3 separate regions of the Gossypium hirsutum genome follow, and all the other regions are linked to region 3. A link is a contact called in public Hi-C data. All regions are on one chromosome and are shown on one strand. Each heading gives the region's core, a stretch centred on a gene start, on an enhancer-like site or on the middle of the called end of the contact. The rest is flanking DNA. Distances are from core to core; before and after follow the strand shown. Region 1 holds the start of LOC107896932 (calmodulin-like protein 7). Region 2 holds the start of LOC121208483 (acetolactate synthase 3, chloroplastic). Region 3 holds the start of LOC107896928 (probable fructokinase-4).

The links. Hi-C and Micro-C count contacts between places; a contact is called where the count stands out from the background.
Region 1: a contact with region 3 is called in a Hi-C map of leaf, with 2.1 times the contacts expected there. The contact joins the promoter of LOC107896932 here to the promoter of LOC107896928 in region 3. A contact is called at or near these places in 3 of 34 Hi-C or Micro-C datasets (callus, hypocotyl and leaf).
Region 2: a Hi-C map of leaf shows a contact between it and region 3, with 1.9 times the contacts expected there. The contact joins the promoter of LOC121208483 here to the promoter of LOC107896928 in region 3. A contact is called at or near these places in 3 of 34 Hi-C or Micro-C datasets (all in leaf).

What each region holds. Positions count from the first base shown.
Region 1 is chrA10:78,570,510-78,573,209 of Gossypium_hirsutum_v2.1, reverse strand. It overlaps LOC107896932 (calmodulin-like protein 7), which reads right to left and starts at 1,346. Exons shown (of 1, transcript XM_016822243.2): 1 at 135-1,346. The coding sequence starts at 1,210. The coding sequence ends at 560.
Region 2 is chrA10:78,863,519-78,866,218 of Gossypium_hirsutum_v2.1, reverse strand. LOC121208483 (acetolactate synthase 3, chloroplastic) reads right to left here and starts at 1,393. Exons shown (of 1, transcript XM_041079242.1): 1 at 1-1,393. The coding sequence starts at 1,318.
Region 3 is chrA10:78,725,110-78,727,809 of Gossypium_hirsutum_v2.1, reverse strand. LOC107896928 (probable fructokinase-4) reads right to left here and starts at 1,313. Exons shown (of 4, transcript XM_016822238.2): 1 at 795-1,313. The coding sequence starts at 1,121.

The DNA of each region.
Region 1 (2,700 bases), core at 97-2,596, 150 kb after region 3:
ACAAATAAAGTTGGCGTGTACAATCGAGTATGTCCAAAAAAGAATATTTGATTCTTGACTAAATCACAAAGGTAATATGAGTAATTATTTTGAATATTTATCTTAATTCAATTAGATCAATATTGATAATAATATTAATGTAAAAATACGTAAATTTAAACATATAATATTAATATAAAAGTACCAGGACAGAAACACTTAGTGATAAAAATATGATAAATAAGCAGATCACATATCAAATATACACAAGGGAATAAGAGGAATAAAAAAGAAATTAAGATTAGAAAAAATAAAGACAATGGGGAAATTCAGAAACAGAAACAATAAAACCACCAAATTCCCAAACCAATCTTACAATCCTGAAAAAATAAACCCAAATAAAATGGAACCAAAAACACCATACTGCTATCAATCTTTGGTGATAAAAATTGTTCCCCCATTCCTCCCATCCCATTGCATCCTCTCCCTTTCTTAAGTTATGGATTCCATTTTCCAACAAATGTAATGCAGCCCGAAGATCTTACAAGCTTATCTACAAATCCAATATAGACGGAATGTTTTATGCCATGGCTGTAAAGCCACCTCCTTTCATCATTTGCTTGAATTCCATAAAATTAACCCTACCGTCACCGTCTACATCCACCTTCGTTATCATCCTTTTACAATCTTCGATCCCTTTCCCTTGCTTAAGCCCAAGCGATTCCAAAACGGACCTCAACTCCTCCACGGAAATGTATCCGTCACCGTTTTGATCGAAAACATTGAAAGCTTCCTTCATATCTTCTTCTTCATCCTTATTATCCATAATGGATCGGTACAGCTCACTGAACTCGTCGATATCGATGCACTTATCGCCGTTGACATCAATCTTTTCGATCATTTGGGTTAATTCAGGATCAGGGATGCAGATACCCATATTCTCCAACGAATCGTTCAACTCTTTCTTGGAGATGGACCCATCTCCGTTCTTGTCGAACAATTGGAACACTCTCTTCAACTCAGCAGCGTCCATTCTTTTTAGAGGACAACGAGGGGAGACCGATGCCAATGCAACTGCCGGAGATGGGTTCTTTTCGGTTTCACCTCCGACAGAAACAAAGGGAGTGGTGATAGTACAAGAAGGAGAGAGGAAAGATTTGAGCTTTCTGGGGACCAAATAGTCGAGGAGGAGATTGTATAGCAAGAAAATCCGAAAGAGAAAAGAGGGCATTGAAAGTGGGGAAACGAATATTTGTGCGGTGGAAAGCAAATTTGGGAGAAAAAATAGTTGAGGAGTTTGGAAGGGAAAAGAAAGCGTATTTAGAGGATAGTTAGGCCGGCGTGTGTTCCAATAAACGCGTTTCGTTGAATTAAATAATTGGACCGTTGATAACGGATCTTTAGAGAAATGGGAAATTTTAAAGGAGGGGACCGTTGCCTTATTATTATTATTATTCTTCTTTACTCTACTCTACTTCCTCAACGGATGTTTACGCGTGTTTTAGGTGTGGGACTGAGACTTGGTTTTCTTCAAGCACGGTCATTCCGAACTCAATTTTACTAGAATTAGTCCACTCTGGCTTTCCCGCTGTGTCTAACATCCATTTCTTTTATATTTAGATTTTGACTGATTTTTGCTCTTTCCAAAACAATCACCCGTAACTCTTATTATTACAAAAACCCAACCTCTATGGTATATCAAATCTTCCCCAACGAGAATTAATTCAAATGAAAAAAAAAAAACAAAAGTTTTGAGAAGAAAATGATTCTATTTGATCCCTATACTTTATTAGTATTAAGAAATAAAATAATCGTGAATCTCGAGTAATTGACCAAGCTGTCAAAGTTGCTAAAATGGTAACAAATCCTATCAATAAAATAAGACATTCATTCTCATCTTGTCTCATCCCATCTTAACGTGATTTTTGCTAATTGTTTTAAATATTTTCAATCTTTTATTTAAACATAATTTTTCAAAAAAAAAACGTAAGGGATTTTTCTATAAAGCATTTTTATATTTGGTTAAAAATATGATATAAGTCCATGTACACTTCAATTTTTTTTTATATTTAGTCTCTATATTTTTATTTTCAGAATTTAGTTTATCTATTTTTCAATTTTCAAAATTTAAATCGAACTGTTAATATATATATATATTAAAGCTAATGATTTTTATATTTTTCAATAAATTTAATCTTCAGATTTTACACATTCAGTCTCTCTATATATATTTAAAGGTAATGAGTTATATATAAGTATATTTATTTTAAATTTTTTATATATTTTTAACAAATTTAGTTTTCAAAGTTTACATATTTGGTCTCTCTATATATTTAAAGCTAATGACTTATATATATATATTTCAACGTTGTTTAGTTGTTAAAATTTTATATATTTTTTCAAATGATTCTTTTAGAATATTGATCGAATTGAAGAATATGTAAATGATGAGAGATTAATTTATTATTATGTCAATTAAATTTATACACAATTGATGAATAACATTATTTGTCATAAATAATTATTTTTAATTATTCATTTTTAAAATTTACTGAGATTAAATTAATTTTATTTTTTTAAGAATGAACAATTTATCCTAAATTAAAATCCAGAGCAATAGGAGAGTTGTTTTTACCTTTTCATTCTGAACCTTGCTTTTTCTTTTTTGGGTAGAAAGACTTTTGCACATATTATATTTTATGCATATTGCATATTGTATAA
Region 2 (2,700 bases), core at 144-2,643, 140 kb before region 3:
ATTTCAGCTTCTGCTCGTTTAACTCCTGCCTCCATTCCGAATAATCAAGATTCAGCTTTGCTACCTTGGTCTCCAATATCTTATTTATCCCCTGCAATGCCAATTTCACATCGGAACACACTGACACATGAGGCTGCTTGTTCTTCCCAATCTCGGCAGAATCGATATCGATATGCACAATCTTTGCCCGGCTGGCAAAAGCCTCAAGTTTTCCCGTCACCCTATCATCAAATCTCACTCCAAAAGCAAGCAACAAATCACTCTTATCAACAGCATAATTGGCATACACAGTTCCGTGCATCCCAAGCATTTGTAACGACAAGTCATCCGAAATCGGAAAGGCTCCAAGACCCATCAAAGTACTTGCAACAGGTATCCCTGTAAGCTCAACAAACCTCTTCAACTCCTCACTAGAGTTCAAACACCCACCACCAACATATAAAACAGGCTTCTTAGACTCAGAAACCAATCTAACAATCTGTTCGAGATGAGCCTCACCGGGAGCCTTAGGCAACCTAGACAAATACCCTGGCAATCTAAGAGAATGGTTCCATTTAGGAACAGCAAGTTGCTGTTGTATATCCTTAGGAACATCAATCAGAACAGGTCCCGGCCTGCCCGAGGAAGCTAAAAAGAAAGCCTCACTAACAATCCTAGGAATATCATCCACATCAAGAACAAGATAATTATGCTTCGTAATAGACCTTGTTACCTCAACAATTGGAGTTTCCTGGAAAGCATCGGTACCGATCATCCGACGAGGGACTTGACCAGTGATCGCCACGAGAGGGATACTATCGAGCATTGCATCAGCGAGACCACTCACCAAGTTGGTTGCCCCAGGGCCAGACGTCGCAATGCAAACGCCGGGAATGCCAGAGGAGCGCGCGTAGCCCTCGGCGGCAAAGACCCCACCTTGCTCGTGTCGCGGAAGGACATTTCGGATGATTTTTGAGCGGGTTAAAGCCTGGTGGATCTCCATTGAAGCTCCACCTGGGTAGGCAAACACATCCTTGACCCCTTCACGAACCAGGGCTTCCACCAGGATATCAGCGCCTTTCCGGGGCTCATCATCCGCATACCTGGAAATGAAATCATGGGGAGGAGCATTTTTTGGGGTAACGGATGTGGCGGCGGATCTGGGGTTAGAGCTTGCATGAGAAAGAGAGCAGGAAACGTCGAAGGAGCGGTAAGGGGTGGGCTTTTGAGGGGTTGTGGAGAAGGGAAGGCTGGATTTGGAAATGGGTATGGAAGATTTGAAGGAGGAAGTTAACGTAGAAAGCTTAGGCAAAGCGGAGTTCGCAGTGGCAGCCGCCATTGTCGATGAGAGGCTTGTGGTGAGGCCTTTCTTTGGTGTCTGTGGCGAGCGAGAGTGGGAAGAAAAGTGTGATTGTGATTCCCTTTTAAAGTTTCGATTTTACCTACATTACCCTTTTGCCCTTCTTGTTTTATTCATTTTGGTCATATATTAAGAACAGTCCCTGTTCTTTACTCAAGTTACATCATTAGTCTTTCTACTTTAATTTGAATAATTTTGGCCATGTATTTCATGGTTTTGAAAATCTCAATCAAATCGTTAACAATCATTTGCTTTTTATGTGAAATCTAATCCATTGATGCAAGTTTAGGTAATGGATGGGTAACGGTAGTTCGCACAGTGATGTTGAAAGCTAGATCAGATAGGTTAAGGCCTAAGAGAGATGTTTTAAGGTTTTGAATATATTTAACAAAGTTTGGGTGTGTAAAACTATCTTAACAAAGAAATTATTGAGTCACAGAGGACTCTCAACAAGTGCACTAAGATGTCAACAAGTGCACTAAGATGTGACTGGAAGCTATGTTGTCTTGTTAAAGGGTTATTATGCAAGGTTGATGTGACTTGTTGTCGATCTAAATGCTATACATGCATGACCTTTTTGTAAATGATCTTATAGTATTTGGCAAGAGCATCTCTTTAGGTGAAGTAGTGTGATGCAGTGTTAAGGTTGCTTTCTAGTTGTATTGGGTAAGCTTCTTCATGCAGTGAGGTAGCTTCTTCATGCAACATGATTTATTTAAACAATTGTCCTCACCCAAGTTGAGAGGGAGATTACAAAGTGACATTCATCAAGACTTATTTGTTTTAGGTGTTTGTGTGTTAAACACATTGAAGGGTACGTATAAGTAAATTTTAGAGATATGAGTGACAACCTTAAAAGGTCAAATGGTATTATGATCAACATATGTTAGGAACATGTGTGGTCATAAGCATTTTGATTTTTGGGTTTTTGTGACTTTTGCATTAATGAAAGTGATACATGTTTCCATGTGATTGAGTATTGAAGCGATATGACAATTATTAATTTTTCCACATATTTATTGTCGGGTTGTTAGTGAGCAGCCATAACATTGGGAACATGAGTGACGACCTTGAAAGGTCAAATGGTGCTTATGATTAGCATAGGTTGGGAACATGTGTAGTAATAAGCGTTGCAATTTTTTAGGTTTTGCAACTTTTGCATTAATAAATCTGATACACGTTTCCATGTGACTGAGTATTAAAGCAATGTGACAATCATTAACTTTTCCTCATATTTATTGTTGATTTGTTAGTGAACAGTCAGAACGTTGGGAACATGAGTGACGACCTTGAAAGTCATTTGGTACTTATAATTAACGTATGTTAGGAACATGCGTGGTAATAAGCGTTCTGATTTTCAA
Region 3 (2,700 bases), core at 64-2,563:
ATTTAAAATTTGACTAGGGGTTATCTATTGGACTTCAATTTTTAATCGTCACAGAATTAACAAGTACCTAGAAGATTAAATTTTCAAAATCCAAAGAATACAGGGAGTAAGGGCATAAATATACGGAATTATAATAAAATAACATAAAAGGTCAAAAGAGACAGAAAAAGCAAAATGAAGATCCAGCGCGTTTTGCCATTGATGTTCAGGGTTGGTGTGACCAAGCGAAGCACGTGAAATCACGTGAGAGACGGGGTTTAACGTTAGTTGATGGATTTTGGTCCCATCGTGGACGCAATCATATAATGTCATAGTGGCGATCCATATAAAGTAATCCCGCAAAACACGGCAAATTTCACCCATTCCTTTTAGTAAGAGTTAGGTCACAGTGGATGTGAAGTTAGCACTTCCCACACCAAATGTTGATAGTCAAATTAATATATCCAGAGATCCAGATTAGGTCCCAATAATAAGCATACTGTTACGTCGGACAAACCTCACCGATAGGTGACAACATCAATGCCCGCAGTTTTGACAATTTACGGTGCCTAGATACTCAGCGTGGGTCCTCTATAGAACTATGGATCATAATAATATTGGCTAATATGGCTGACATGTCAGTCTTATTAAAACTCTACTCTCACATTACGGCGCGTGAGTATCAGTTTTCTTCTTGTTTTTTTTTCCTACAGTCTTTTTTGGTTCTTTAAAGTCAAGATCGAAGAAAGAACAGACGAAAGTTGCACTAAAACGAAAAAAAAGAAAAGAAATGAAGGTAAAAAGATGTCACTTACGGATCTTATAAGATCAAGATTCAATTCCTCCAAGACGTCCTAGCACCTTGGGTCAAATAAGATCCCGTCACCAGAGACTCCGTTTTGCTTGAGAATATCGGCAAGCATGTGACCGAACTCATCGTCGCCGAGTTTTCCGACGAAGGATGCTTTACCGCCTAGTCTTGAGACGGCAATCGCCACGTTGGCTGGGGCTCCACCGGGGGCTTTGAGGAAGCCTGGAGCTTCCGCTAAAGAAACACCGGAGACGGTGGGGACGAAGTCGATGAGCATCTCACCGAAACTCACGATTAAACTCTTGTCGGAAACGACCCCGTTAGGTGCCATGGCGTCGATAAGAAAGCAAAAAATAAACGATCTTTTTTTCTTTTTTCTAAGGTAAGAAATTAGAAGTAAGAGAGACGAAGAGGACGGTGTTTATTATATAGGAAAATTACGGAATATTGATTTTTTTCATATAATTAAATTTATTAATGATTTTCATTTGAATGGATTTTGGAAACTGTGTTCTATGTTGGATATTTTTACAAGTGTGGGCCCGCTGTTTTTCTATTTGGATTTTGGATTATTATGACCTAAAAAAAATAAAGGAATTATTTTCTAAAACTCATATTATTTTTATATCATATATCTGACTTATTTTAAAAAAAGGTAGGAGTTCGAATGCCACCAAAGGTAAAATGTTTTCATCGCCTTTTAGTGACTGGTCATACGTATGGTCAAAACATTATCCTCCGTTAAGGGGAGATAAAACTCTCCTTGAGAGATACTATCTTCTATTGTTAAGGGGTTAGACCGACGTCCTTAAAACAACATAACTTCTTTCGAAAGAGTCGATTTCTTCTACAACTATTAATCAAATTTTAGAATTTAATTAAAGGTTTGAAAAGGTTTCTTAAGTATATATTGCAACATGTATATGATTTATATATATAAGCTGTTGAGCATAGTTACGTACTTATAAATCATATTAATGTCCAAAAATTAATTAGTCATTAATGATTGTACCAGTAACTTATCTCAACTTATTTTGTTCATTTAGTTTGTCAATAGCTTGACAAATCTCTCATTCTTGGTATAGTCACTAAACAAATTGTGGGAATTAAAATAGGACACAACTTCTTGATATTAGTGGGTTATGCTCATATCTCCTTACTGTAAAATAAGCAATTCGAAAAGTAATCAAATTAAAGAATTTGATTTTATTATTTTAATTCAATTTATTTTTTTTAATTTAATCGAATTAAATGATATTCGAGCCAAATAAATTTGTTAAAATTAAATTTTTTAAAAAAAACTAACCAACCACATTAAAATATCATTGATAATGTAACTAAATTCTAAGTTAAAGAACATAAATGTCATGTATATTTGAAAACTCTTATAAAATAAAATAAGAGAAAAAAAAATAATATAATTAAGCTACGTTTGGTAGGAATTTTTTTTACGCATGTTTTAATATATGAGTTAATAATAAACTAATTCAATTGGTAATATTTAGTTACTCTAATGATTTAGTTTTAGTAAATAGAAGGAAATTTTTTTGTTTATTTTGAAAATGTCTTTTTTTTACAAGAATTATTACATATCTTTTTAATTTCAAATTTAAATTTGAACTAACTATTCTTTATTTTATATCTAGCTATTGCAATACATACGTAATAAATAAGATTTTTCCTCATATTATTACACTAGTAACCAAACTAGGCATTAGTATGATAAACTTGATTTGATAATTTATTTGTTTAAAGCCTTAAATTTATCATTTTAGATTTTTTAATATATATATATATTTAATTTTTAATTTTTTGAATATATATGTATAAAATTTTAGAAGATAATTTTGAATTTTTTTAAGAGAGACTAATTTATACATTTCCGAAACTGTTAGGACTCAAAGAATATT